Linked DNA regions of Mus musculus: region 2 is linked to region 1. The links are chromatin contacts, called in public HiChIP or PLAC-seq maps. All regions are on one chromosome and are shown on one strand. Each heading gives the region's core, a stretch centred on a gene start, on an enhancer-like site or on the middle of the called end of the contact. The rest is flanking DNA. Distances are from core to core; before and after follow the strand shown.

Evidence for each region. HiChIP or PLAC-seq counts read pairs in DNA pulled down with a chosen protein or histone mark.
Region 2: a contact with region 1 is called in an H3K27ac HiChIP or PLAC-seq map of microglia, with 5 times the contacts expected there. The contact joins two enhancer-like sites. A contact is called at or near these places in 2 of 115 datasets of contacts at active chromatin or transcription factors (microglia and pancreatic cancer cells).

What each region holds. Positions count from the first base shown.
Region 1 is chr7:80,058,110-80,063,701 of GRCm38.p6, reverse strand. The region is part of intron 1 of Zfp710 (zinc finger protein 710); the gene reads right to left. Gm21057 (predicted gene, 21057) reads left to right here. Exons shown (of 3, transcript NR_045695.1): 3 at 822-992. Among named protein-coding and RNA genes, the nearest start is that of Gm51449, 4.6 kb to the right of the region's middle. Within about 2 kb of position 3,116, at least 108 of the 459 cell types and tissues checked have an H3K27ac peak or open chromatin away from gene starts, as enhancers often do. A contact at or near this core is called in microglia and pancreatic cancer cells, where this site is marked.
Region 2 is chr7:80,580,895-80,586,486 of GRCm38.p6, reverse strand. No RefSeq gene overlaps it. Among named protein-coding and RNA genes, the nearest start is that of Gm42398, 28 kb to the right of the region's middle. Within about 2 kb of position 3,151, at least 113 of the 459 cell types and tissues checked have an H3K27ac peak or open chromatin away from gene starts, as enhancers often do. A contact at or near this core is called in microglia and pancreatic cancer cells, where this site is marked.

The DNA.
Region 1 (5,592 bases), core at 1,867-4,366:
GCAACCCTCAAGAGCTCCCTCGTGCTTGATGGCCCAGCAGCCATACATTCTACTGCAGGGTTGGCTGGCCCTGCCCCCAGCCTGGGCTCTGGCCATGGTCACCCCTTATGGGGTCCTGGCTGAGTGGGAGCCCATGGGTGAGATGTGCCTCTTGGGCTGGGAACCTGTGAGCATCATCCACTGTCCCAGGATACAGGAGGGGGGGGCCTGTCTACTACTCCAGATGTCGAGCATCACACAGAGAGATGGTGCTCTGTCCAGGGTGACTAAGCGGAATGACAAACAGTCAGACGACCAACTGTTGGGTCTGTGTCTCTTGGGACAGAAAGGCCCTATGGGCAGAGAGGTTTGCTCTTCATGTACCAGAGCGCTGCATTTTCCCAAGTCACCCAAGACCCAAAGGCAGAAAGAACAGAGTTGCCACCACGGGTGTGGAGTGTATAAGCCCCAGCAACTTGGAAGGCTGAGGCAGAAGTTTCCCTTGAGCACAGGAGTCTAGGTCAGTCTAGGCAACACAGCCAAAACCCACAGGTCAGTGGCAACCCAGCCACAACCTACTCTTGGTAGAAGGGAGGGAGGCAGGGAGAAGAAAGCATGGCTGGCCTGGGCTTGGATCAGAACCTCCCTCTCTTCCCTGCAGCAGGCCACTGTTCTGTACTGGGCAGTGTCGAGCTCCAGGGCGAGACAATGCTCACACACTGGTAACCAAATGGCTGTCCCAAAATGGCTGTAACCAAAATCCACCTGTCCTCAGAGATGGCAGGTGAATGTCCCTGCCCCCCCCCCCCTTTCTTTGTCTTGCCTTCTCTCTTTCTTCCTAGCTTCCAGGACCCAATGAGTCATAAAACCTGGAACGGCTGGGTCACCTTTCTGCAATGGTTTCCGATCAACCTAATGCTGAGTACTGAGAAGTGATGGGAGTGGAGAGGCTTCAGGAAAAGACTGGCGGGCTTATTGATTGATTGACTGATTGACTGACTGAACAAGTCGCTGCCCTCCTCTCTATTGGATGTGCGGTCTGCGCAGAGCTCAGCACTGCAGGCTGGGATTAGAAAATGAGGAGGACCAATGGGACCTGGCGATGGTGGAGGCCAGTCGGGGTGGGGGAGGGATGGAAACAGGCCAGGAAAGAAACACTTTCCTCACCATGGCCACCAGGAAAGACTTAGTTGGAATAGGCCCAGAAGGGCTCCAAACCTCAAACCCAACAAGGAAACTGTCAAGAGAAAGGACATGAAGCAAATCCAGGCTCGCAGGGTGGAAACTTGACGGAACCACAGCCTACACCTCTCGTACTTCTTTGTGACACACAAATGTGGGCATACATTTGATGAGCATCTCTGTGTGCTGGCTAGCTCCCATACACTCCTAGGGTGGTAGTGAACAAGAGCCTCATGCCATATGGAAGCAAAAGTGAAAAAACGGCCAGTCATACACACTACGGTGAAGCTGTGTGGGGAGGAGAGTATCGGGCAGTGGACAGCGGGCCCTCTGGTATCAGAGGAGCATGTGCAGAGGGCGCTGCATAGAATCATTTTAAGTAGTGTGTTAAACGTAAGGTAACGTAAGGTAAATGCTTATTTGTAGGATGATTGTGGTCCCAGCATGTGGGTGGTAGAGAGATGGGAAGACAGAGGTGCCAAGATCATCCTTGGCTACAAAGTGAGTGCAGGCTAGCCTGGGCTACAAGTGAGGCCCTATCTCAAAAACAAACAAATAAAGCAGGGCTGGGGAGATGTCTGCTATGCAATCATTGGGACCTGAATTAAGAAACCCAGAAGCTGGGATGTCACCTAGACCTGTAGCCCCATGACCCCTGGGGCCTGCTGCCTGCCAGGCTCACTCTTAGCTTAGTGAGGAGACACTCTGTCACAGAAAGATGGTAGAGTGTGATAAGGCAGACGCCCGATGCTCCCTGGCCCATGTGCCTAGGTGTGTGCACACGAGCACACACACAAACACATACCACATATACACACACACCGCACATATACACACAATACATAATTAAGAACAACAAAGTTCCCCTTTGTTTTGAAAAGGCTTTAAGGAATTCTGCTGACAGGCTACAGGAGCACCAGTGTCTAGAAATGAAAACACAGCTACTTCTGAGATGACAGAGAAAAACAGCCCACAATTGGGTCCTGACCTCTTGGTGTCCTGGGAGGAGTTTGAGACGAGGACAGAAAAATGTCATTCGGTGGGACCTTCAGAGACTGTAATCTACACTCTTAAAAAGTCTTGTATTATTTTTTGTGCATGAGTGTTTTGCCTGCATGTGTATCTGTACACTGTGTGCCTGGTGCCCTTGGAGAACAGAGGAGTGTGTCCGATCCTCGGGAACTGACTGGAGCTATAGACAGGTGTGAGCTACCGTGTGGGTGCTGGGAACCAAACCCGGGGGCTTTTACCCCGAGCCATCTCTGCGGCCCTTCAATCCCTTTTTGAAATAAGTAACAAAAACAATCATAGCTTGGTACTCAGTTTGACGGTGAGCAAAATTAACCCAAAAATATGACTTTATGAAGAAGGAAAATGCGGTAGGATGCCATGAAGGAGATTCCTCATATACAAGAGGGTGGGCAGTGGTGGTACGTGTGTGTGTGTGTGGGGGGGAAGCCTACAGTGTGGGCATGTGTTCTCAAAGAGACTGAAGCACTGGGGTGTCACCCTGGGAGGAAGAGGCATGACCAGAGACCACACTGGGACCAGCTCCTCAGGAATGCTGGGAGGACTAGTGACACCATGGAGCTCTCGATGGCACACGTGTATGCCTGAGGTCTGGGTTTCCTCACAAGCCCCCAGCAGAGCCTGCTGGCTCACCTGGCATCATGGCCACCGTGCCTAAGAGGCTCTGGGTCTCACATGCACACTGGTACCTTCTCCCTTGCCAGCAAGTCAGCTAGGGCCTCAATAGTTCCCATCTTTTAAGTCTAATGCATGCTTGGTGCCATTTCCACCTGAATAGCGTCTCCTTTCCACCAGAGGAGTGGAGAAATGCAAAGCACACCAAAAACCTCCGGGACTGTAGAAATGTCAGGCAACACCCCAGTGTGCTCCATGGGACACAGCCCTGACCAAGGAGCCTTTGGACCCAACTCTAACAGGTGTGGCCACCTGGGTCTCAACTTGTGCAAGGTGCAGGGCATGAAAGAGGTGTGGCAGCTGATGGCCAAGGCAAGAGCAGGGTTAAAGTTGCAAGGTCGCCAGACGAGACCATACAGGGCAGGTACTCCACAGTACCTGGTTTCAGTCACCAAAGCTCAAAATTACGGCTAGATTACATCTGATATTCTCAGGCTCAGGGCTGTGCTGGGGTGACTCTGTGCTGGCCCCCAGCTGCCCCTGCAGGGAGTCCTACCTTATGTCACATGGCTGGGCCCTGTCCACTTCTGCCTCGTAGCCTGGATGTAGGCCGGGCTTCAACCTCTTAAACCCCTATCCATGAAATGAAGATAGCACACACCCAGCCATCCAGGTTGGCTATGGACCCAGTGAGATAACCTTTCCGGTCAGCTGGGTCCAGCTATAAATAAGTTAACTGAAGCAGGAGAGAGCATTCCATGACTCACAGGAGGTAAAAAACAAAGGCCATGCCTCCAACTGGCGATCCCTTTTCCCCTTGCAATTTTCCCGGATACACCTTTCAGCAGAGCTGTAAACCAGTAAACAACTTGAAGGTACTCAACCTGACAAATCCAGAGTCCTCTACAACACAGCTGGCTTGCACAGACTCTTCAAAGACAATGTCTCTCTCTCTCTCACACACACACACACACACACAACACACACACACACACACACACACAGAGAGAGAGAGAGAGAGAGAGAGAGAGAGAGAGAGAGAGAGAGAGAGAGAGAACGGGGGACTGGTCTGAGTCAAAAGCTAAAAAACAAAACCAAATGTACAGCACGGATAGGAAAGAGGCACCAGAGACACTTTCAGAGAAGCAGGAAAATTCACAAAGGATGATGTAATGGACGGTATCGCTGAGTAACAATGTTTCTAGGTGTGATCAAGATCCCAGGTGGGAAGCCCTGGCTCTGAGGAACAGCAAATATGTGGGATGGACCTCCATGATAGAGCGTCACCTGTCAGTCAATTTCACAATGAAGCCTTATGAGTAAATCAGGCCTTGTGGGCAGGCTGTGACTTGTTCCTTGGGTCTACTGGGCCTGGCTTTAGTTTCTTCTGCCCATGGCGGAGAGCAATGGTGTGTAAAGCAGGCTGCAGTGTTCCTAGTCTGCAGGGCAGATATTAAAAATGCTACATGGACCAAACAGTGGGATGACTAGGCAAGTGAGCGCTCAGACCTGTCAGGGAAGCCCAGCTGCTGCAGACAGAGAGGAAGTTGCAGAGTGGGCAACGGCTTGGTAGCTCTGCTGCTCAGCTCAGAACGGAGACTGGCCACCCAGGCTTGCTGGGATGACCCTGAACCCTCAGCTGCTTCCTCTCTGGGGGGGGGGGGGGGGGCAGCACCTGGTCTCCCACTGCTCATCTCTCAGCGCGTAGACAGCCTGTTTCCATTCCTGTAGCCTGTTTTGGACCCACTGTTCTGTGGGGTCCACGGCACTTTAAGGGCAGGAACCACAAGTGTCGGGTCAGAGTTTGTCCCCACCTTCCCGGTGCAGCTAGATGGTGGCAAGCTTTCCCCAGAGGCGGTACTTGGTGGTAATCAGGCCTCAGCCTCCCCCTTCAGAACAAGGGTTCTTTCAGCTGATTCTCTAGGGAACCTTACTCAGCTCAGAGCTCTCCCAGTGCTCAAGGGCAAAGCAGTCTTCCCATTGGCCTTGTCCAGTGCACCAGAGCCATGGGAGAGTCCCGAGGCAGCGGGGCCACCTTCCCAAAGCCTCAGTGGGGGATTTCCAGGGAACGCAGCCACCTAGACTGGGCCTACCCCAGACCCCAGTAAGATTGAAAGGTCCTTCAAATAACTGAAAGTAAACTTGAGAGCCCTGCCCTCTGTCCCACCACCCAGTGTCCTTTCCCTTCCAGCCACTCAAGAGCCCCCCCATCTCTTCAGCCTGCCCTGCACCCTCACCTTTCTGTGCTGTGGCCTCCCTGTCTCCACCTCCCCAGATACCAGCATTCTTCAAGGCTCAAGTGTCTCTTCAGGAACACAAGTCACTTCTCCAAGAGAGAAGACAGAGAGTTTCCTGTTGTGTGGAACTGAGCACAAAAGCTGGAGAAAGAGTCATTAAGAACCCAGCACCTTGTTCCTCCTGAGAGCCTCAGGACCTCAGGAGAGCTTTAGGCAAGAAAGTCATATAACATTGTGACAGACACACAGACACACACAGAAAGACAGAAAGCCACACACACACAACCTTGAGGTGCAAGGAATGAAACCTGGAGCCTTGTACAGGCTAGGTAAACATCCTACCACTGAGCAACAGGCACAGCCTTGCCACCAATGTTTGTTGGTTTTGTGAGTTTTGTTTTCTCGGGGAGCCTCACAGAAGCCCTGGATCACTTCCAACTTGTGGCAATTCTCCTGTGCCCACCTCCCAAGTGCTGGTATTAGAGGTCCACGCCACCATGCCGGATGCCATGCACATTCTGGCGATCTGGGGGGACAGGGCAGTGTCCCG
Region 2 (5,592 bases), core at 1,902-4,401, 520 kb before region 1:
TATATATCAAAGGCGCACAGTCCTGTTAAAACTGGGTAACAAGGACAGGGCTCCCTGGATGGCTCAGTCTCCTGCCTCACCCTGGCAGTTGCCCCACCCCTTAACCCAGTTGTTCTGTCCCAGTCCAGCGCTGACACCTCTTCCCATGCCTCTCTTCAGAGGCATGCCCCCTCAGCCACACTGAGTGCTTGGATTAGGGGTGACTCCTGAAATCTCCCTCAGACATCCCACTTCTGACCAGCGTCTTCAGAGTCCACCTCAGCCCTGGTCTCTCAGCATGTGTGACCTCATCCAGGCCCTTCTCCCTGACTCCTGGCTTGGTCCCTGGGATTAGCAGCCTCCAGGAAGCCTGCAGACAGCTCTCTTTGCTCTGACTGCCCATACCTGGCCTTTTCTATTCAGAAACTCAGCCAGCCCACCTTGCCCACCAACCCGTCCTCTGCTCTCTCTGGGTCCCTCTGGAAACCTTGTGAAGCACTCTCTCCCCTCCAGCCACCCCCAGATCTTTTCCTCCTCTGTTCTCTGTCTCATCCCCCTCCCCTAAGCTTGTCCAAATCTCTCACTACCTTATTCCCCCTCCCCTATGGTGCATCGGTCTAACCTGGGTTCATCTTTCCTGTGTCATTACTCTGTTCTTCCTCCAAGAACTACCTGAGTTCCCACCCCAAGGCCCTCTACCTCAGCCTTTGCATCTGCCTCAGTCTCCTCCCTAAGACAGAAAGCAAGCCGCTTCTCCTCAAGTTCCCTCAGACTACAGGCTATCTCCTGCCTTCCCCAGAGCGCAGACCCATCACCTCCCACACCCAGCTGTGAACTCCCTTGGCCTGTGCACACTGAACACTTGGAGCCTTTCTCGGGTCCTGCCTTGTTAGTTCCTATCCTGCTGACCCTCCCCCAACCCAGAAGCCCTCCCTTGGACTACACCCTTTCCCTCAGGCCCACACACTCCCCTATAGTCCTTCATCATCTGCTTCCGCCAAGCGTGTACCCCTCACCCTCGGTCTCATCCACGTGCCACCCCACCTACCTTCTACTTACAAATCTGTGCGTGAGGACTGCACAGATGGCTCAGTGGTTATGAGTACCGATTGCTTTTTCAGAGGACCTGGGTTCAACTCCCAGCACCCACCTAGCAGCTCACACCTATCTGTAATTCTGGTTCCTGAGAATCTGGCACCCTCACATGTAGGCAAAACACCAAAGCACAGAAGAAGAATAAACCTTGTTAAAAGTGAAAAAATCTGTGGGTGAGAAACCATCCCTCAGTATTGGCCTTCCATGCCCACAGTTCTCAAGGGTTCAGGTGGGCGCGTGGCTGTTGCCCTTATGCCGAATCCCTGTGCCTGGCATAGAGTCGGAGCTCAGTCACTACCTCCCTGCTGCTAAGCTCTTTCTGTGGTCACAGTTGTCACCCCAGTGCTCCAGCTGCTGAGTAAGCCATTCTCTCCACACTCAATCCAGCCTGAGCCCCAGTGGGACACTCAGAAGCCCCCACTCTGGCTCCCTCCTCACCCCTGCTCACCCAGCAGCCCCGTCTACACTCAACAGAGTGGTGCTTTTTTTCCATATTTTCTGCTCATTCTTTGAGAATTTCATACATCTCTGCAGTGGATACTGGTTAAACAACACACCCCATGCCCCCTTCACCTCCTAGACCTCACCGCCACCTCCCTCCCCCCACACCAATTCATCCTTTTATAGCCCATGGGGTTCAGTGAGCACTGTCCTTAGCCACTGGGACACGGGCATCCTAAAGGATCACGTCCACTCAGAGGGACAGATTTTACTTCATCTTTCTGCACCTCTGAAATGAAACAAACACCTTCCATGTCATGATACTGGGTTGTGGGAAGTGAACTTGCACAATTCAAGAATTTAGAATTGTTCCTGGCACCAAGAATTCCATCAGCCGATGTCAGTTTTTTTAAGACCCTGGCTGGCCTGGAGTTCACAGGGATCCTCCTTTGCCTCTGACTCCAGCGCTGGAACTGAAGCCATGCCACACCTGGCAGTCAACATCATTTTTTACAACTATTTGTTACATGAATCTGTCCCTTTGAGGACAATATGTACTGATGCTTAGAGTACTGGGCTTGTACAACACTTGATTTGAAATGCCAAATATTAGCACTGGAGGGTTACTCTAAATGGGCTTCACTGTGCAGCTCTGGAAAGTAAGATTTGCAGTAAGATCTTGGGGCTGTGTCCCCATGTGAACACTAGATGGAGCTGAGGCTGTACGAGTGGTTCTAAGGACAGGGGAAACAACCAAAGAAAGAGAGCCACTTGATCCCCTGGGTCTCTGAAGATTGGCATCAGGAAGGACTGACGCCCACAGTGACAGAAGGCCATCAGCATCCTTAGTGACCACTACCAACGATCAGACACTGCACACCCACGTTCCTTCCAGCAACCTAAAAGAACTGCAGAGAGGCTCAGGGTCACCTATCTGCCAGTGGGCACGCAAGGCCCTGACCCTAAGGAGACTGACTCCACGACCTCCTGCTTTCTGTCTCTGTCCTTGCCATGGCACAGGATTCCCAAGGCTTCAAGCTACATCCTGAAGCCGGGCAAGCTGCTATACACATGGAAGCCGAATGCTTGGGAGGTGGGACAGATGTCCACGGCCAGCCTCAGCTATATGACAAGACTGAAGCCAGCCTGGGCTACATGATACCCTGTCTTAGAAATACATACATATATATACACGTATACATACATACATATATATGGAGAGAGAGAGAGAGAGAGAGAGGTGCTGGAGAGGGAACTCAGTGGTTAAGATCACTGACTGCTCTTCAGAGAACCCAGACTCAATTCCCAGCACCTGCACGGCAGCTCACAACCATTCAAGACTCCAGTTCCAGGGAGCCTATGCCCTTTTCTGGCCTCTGTAGGCACTGGATGCATTTTTTTTAATGTAAAATTTAAAAAAAAAAAAAAGGTGTTTTAAAGGGCTTTACTGGCCTGGGGAAGAAAGTGAAACCCTGAATTGATCTCTACCACTGTCCAGAAAGAAAGAGCCTTGTTTTTATAAATGTGCACATTCATGATCACAGATGCAAAACAGCGCCGAGCCACACCCCTGAGGCTAGGCTTTCAAGTGGTTGGAACCTGGAACTCCTAGAAATCACTGGGGCTGGCTGGTACCCAGGCAGCTTTGGTAGAGAGGTGTGCACCGTGGATGATAGAGAAAGGATCAGCGGTAGGGGAATGCGCCCCAGTAATAGTGTGCTTTTAAGAAAAAAAAATTCTGTTTAACAGAACAAAAGGAAATCTAGATGTGATGGGGAAAGTTACCAAGCCACAAAGAGTCACATGCTTTTTACGTCGCTAATACGTTTTTTCAAAGAACAATACTAAGTGCTTGACTTGTGCTTTTGACAGACTGGGACTGCGGACAGACAGACGGACAGACGGCATCTCCCGAGGACCCGAGTTTAGGAGAGGAAATGAGCTCGTCACCACTTCCGGGCTCCTTCCCCTCCCACATTTTATGAGTTTGAGTTTTCTCATTGTCAAGGCTTGCACTATTTACATCCTGTCCGGTAACCTTCGCTCCCACCATTGTTTGGCCGCTGTTCCGGGTGTGGACTCCGTGCTCTGGCCTGTCCTTGCAGAATGGGCTTCCCACTCCTCATCCCCCACCCATTCCTCCTAAGCCTTTGTCATCAGGGAATCTTTGCCAGAAGGGCTGAGCTAGTCCCAGCCACAGGTGTCTGGATTCTCTGCTGCCAACCTTGAAGGTTTTACAACAGCCTGATTTATGCCTGATGCCTGGGGGAAATTGATAGGGAAAAACAAACAAACAAACAAACAAGAAAAAAAACTACTGTGCTGCTATGCCTCCCAATATAAGTACGGGAGTCCTGACTCGGAGTTGGTGATGGATGGTTGAAGTGTTAGAATTTGGAACTAAAGAAAATAACCGGGCAGTCCTGACTCTGTGTGTGTGTGTGTGTGTGTGTGTGTGTGTGTGTGTGTGTGTGAGAGAGAGAGAGAGAGAGAGAGAGAGAGAGAGAGAGAGAGAGAGAGAGAGAGAGAGATGGTGCTGGAGGCTACTGAGCTGGGAACTGGGAAGTCAGAATTGATTTAGACAGTCCTTGCCTCTGGTTCACATATACCCGTGGGGAAGCAAGACTTCCCCATTGTGATGCACATGCCTGTAGCCTGAGCGCGTTGGAGGTGGAGGCAGGAGGATAGTGAATCTGAGGCTATCCTGGGCTACCTGAGGCTCTGACTCAAAAACAAAAAGGCCAAGAGAAAGAGAAAAATGCATCTCTGGAACTTTCCATTTTCTATTTCTGGGCTGTGATTGCCCACCCCTAACTACAATGGCAACACCATGGATAAAGACAGACTAACTGCTGACAACATGGGTAAGGACAGACTGCTTTTCCCTTGGGAGGGAGCAGGGAGAAAGTTGAATGGTTTTCTGAGTATCAACACGAGCCCCTGAAGTAGGAAATCTTAGCTGCTTCATGAAGCATCTCACAGGAGGGGCCCAAGAGAAGGAGACCCAGGGGCCAGAATCCATGGACACAGCAGCTGTAGGCTAGGCTTTGCAAACTGTCCACCAGTGTCTTCCTGTGATAGCAAAGGACATGCATTGCCCAAACCAGATCCTTCTGGGAGTGAAAAGAAACATCCCGACATCAGCCAGGACCATAGAAGCAAACAGGGTCCCCATTCAGGAGCAGACATGGGGCCTAAGCATATGGACTCTCTAGTGAGACACTGGGGTTAATGTCTGCCCTCCACCCTTTACTGTGAAAAAGAGGCAAGCTGGTGGTTGCTCTCTGCCTCAGTTTCTTTATCAGATAAAGAGAGGGACGCCCCACCTCCCCTCCCCATCACTACAGGATGAGCATCCTCCATTTCTGCTGTTAGTCTTTGGATTCTGTTGCTATTGTTATTTATTGTTAGCTATTGTTCTATAGTCCATACCAGTCTCCAACTGCTGCATTTTGAGAACAACTTCTGAACTCCCCACTTTTTGTTTTCCACCTCCCCAGTGCTGGAATTACAGGCCTATCCCACCACCTCTGGTTATTCTTTATATTAAAGTGAGTCCTTTATTACAAAGACCTCAAACCATGAGAAAATGATTTCTGAGAAGCAATGGGCCCACGACTTCTGAAGTGAACACCTTAGTGTTTGGGACTACTCAGAAAGGTCTCATGGCTGCCTCTGCAGCTGTGCTGGCTCCAGAGCAGCTGGGAGCCGGCAGCTCTGCTCTACCTTCTCAAGATACCAATGCCTACGTAGCCTCAGGAGCCTCCAGACCAACCTCTAACAATGTTTGCTTGTTACTTGTTCCAACCCTTTAAAATCAGGCTTTTCCTCTGGTGGTTTCTTCAGGGGCTTTGATTCTCTCCAAAAAACAAACAAACAAACAAACCTCTGCAAACATCTACAGGTCTTTTATTGGGCCCAGGACGGAGTTCTGCAAGCTGGAGGCTACCTGGGCCCTCACCTCCCGGAACTGGGCCATGAAATTCCACAATGCTGGCCCATCCACGCAGCCCATTAGATGCACTCTCTCAGGAGTCTGAAGCACTAGTAAGAGAGACAGAGAGTCTGGGAGTTAAA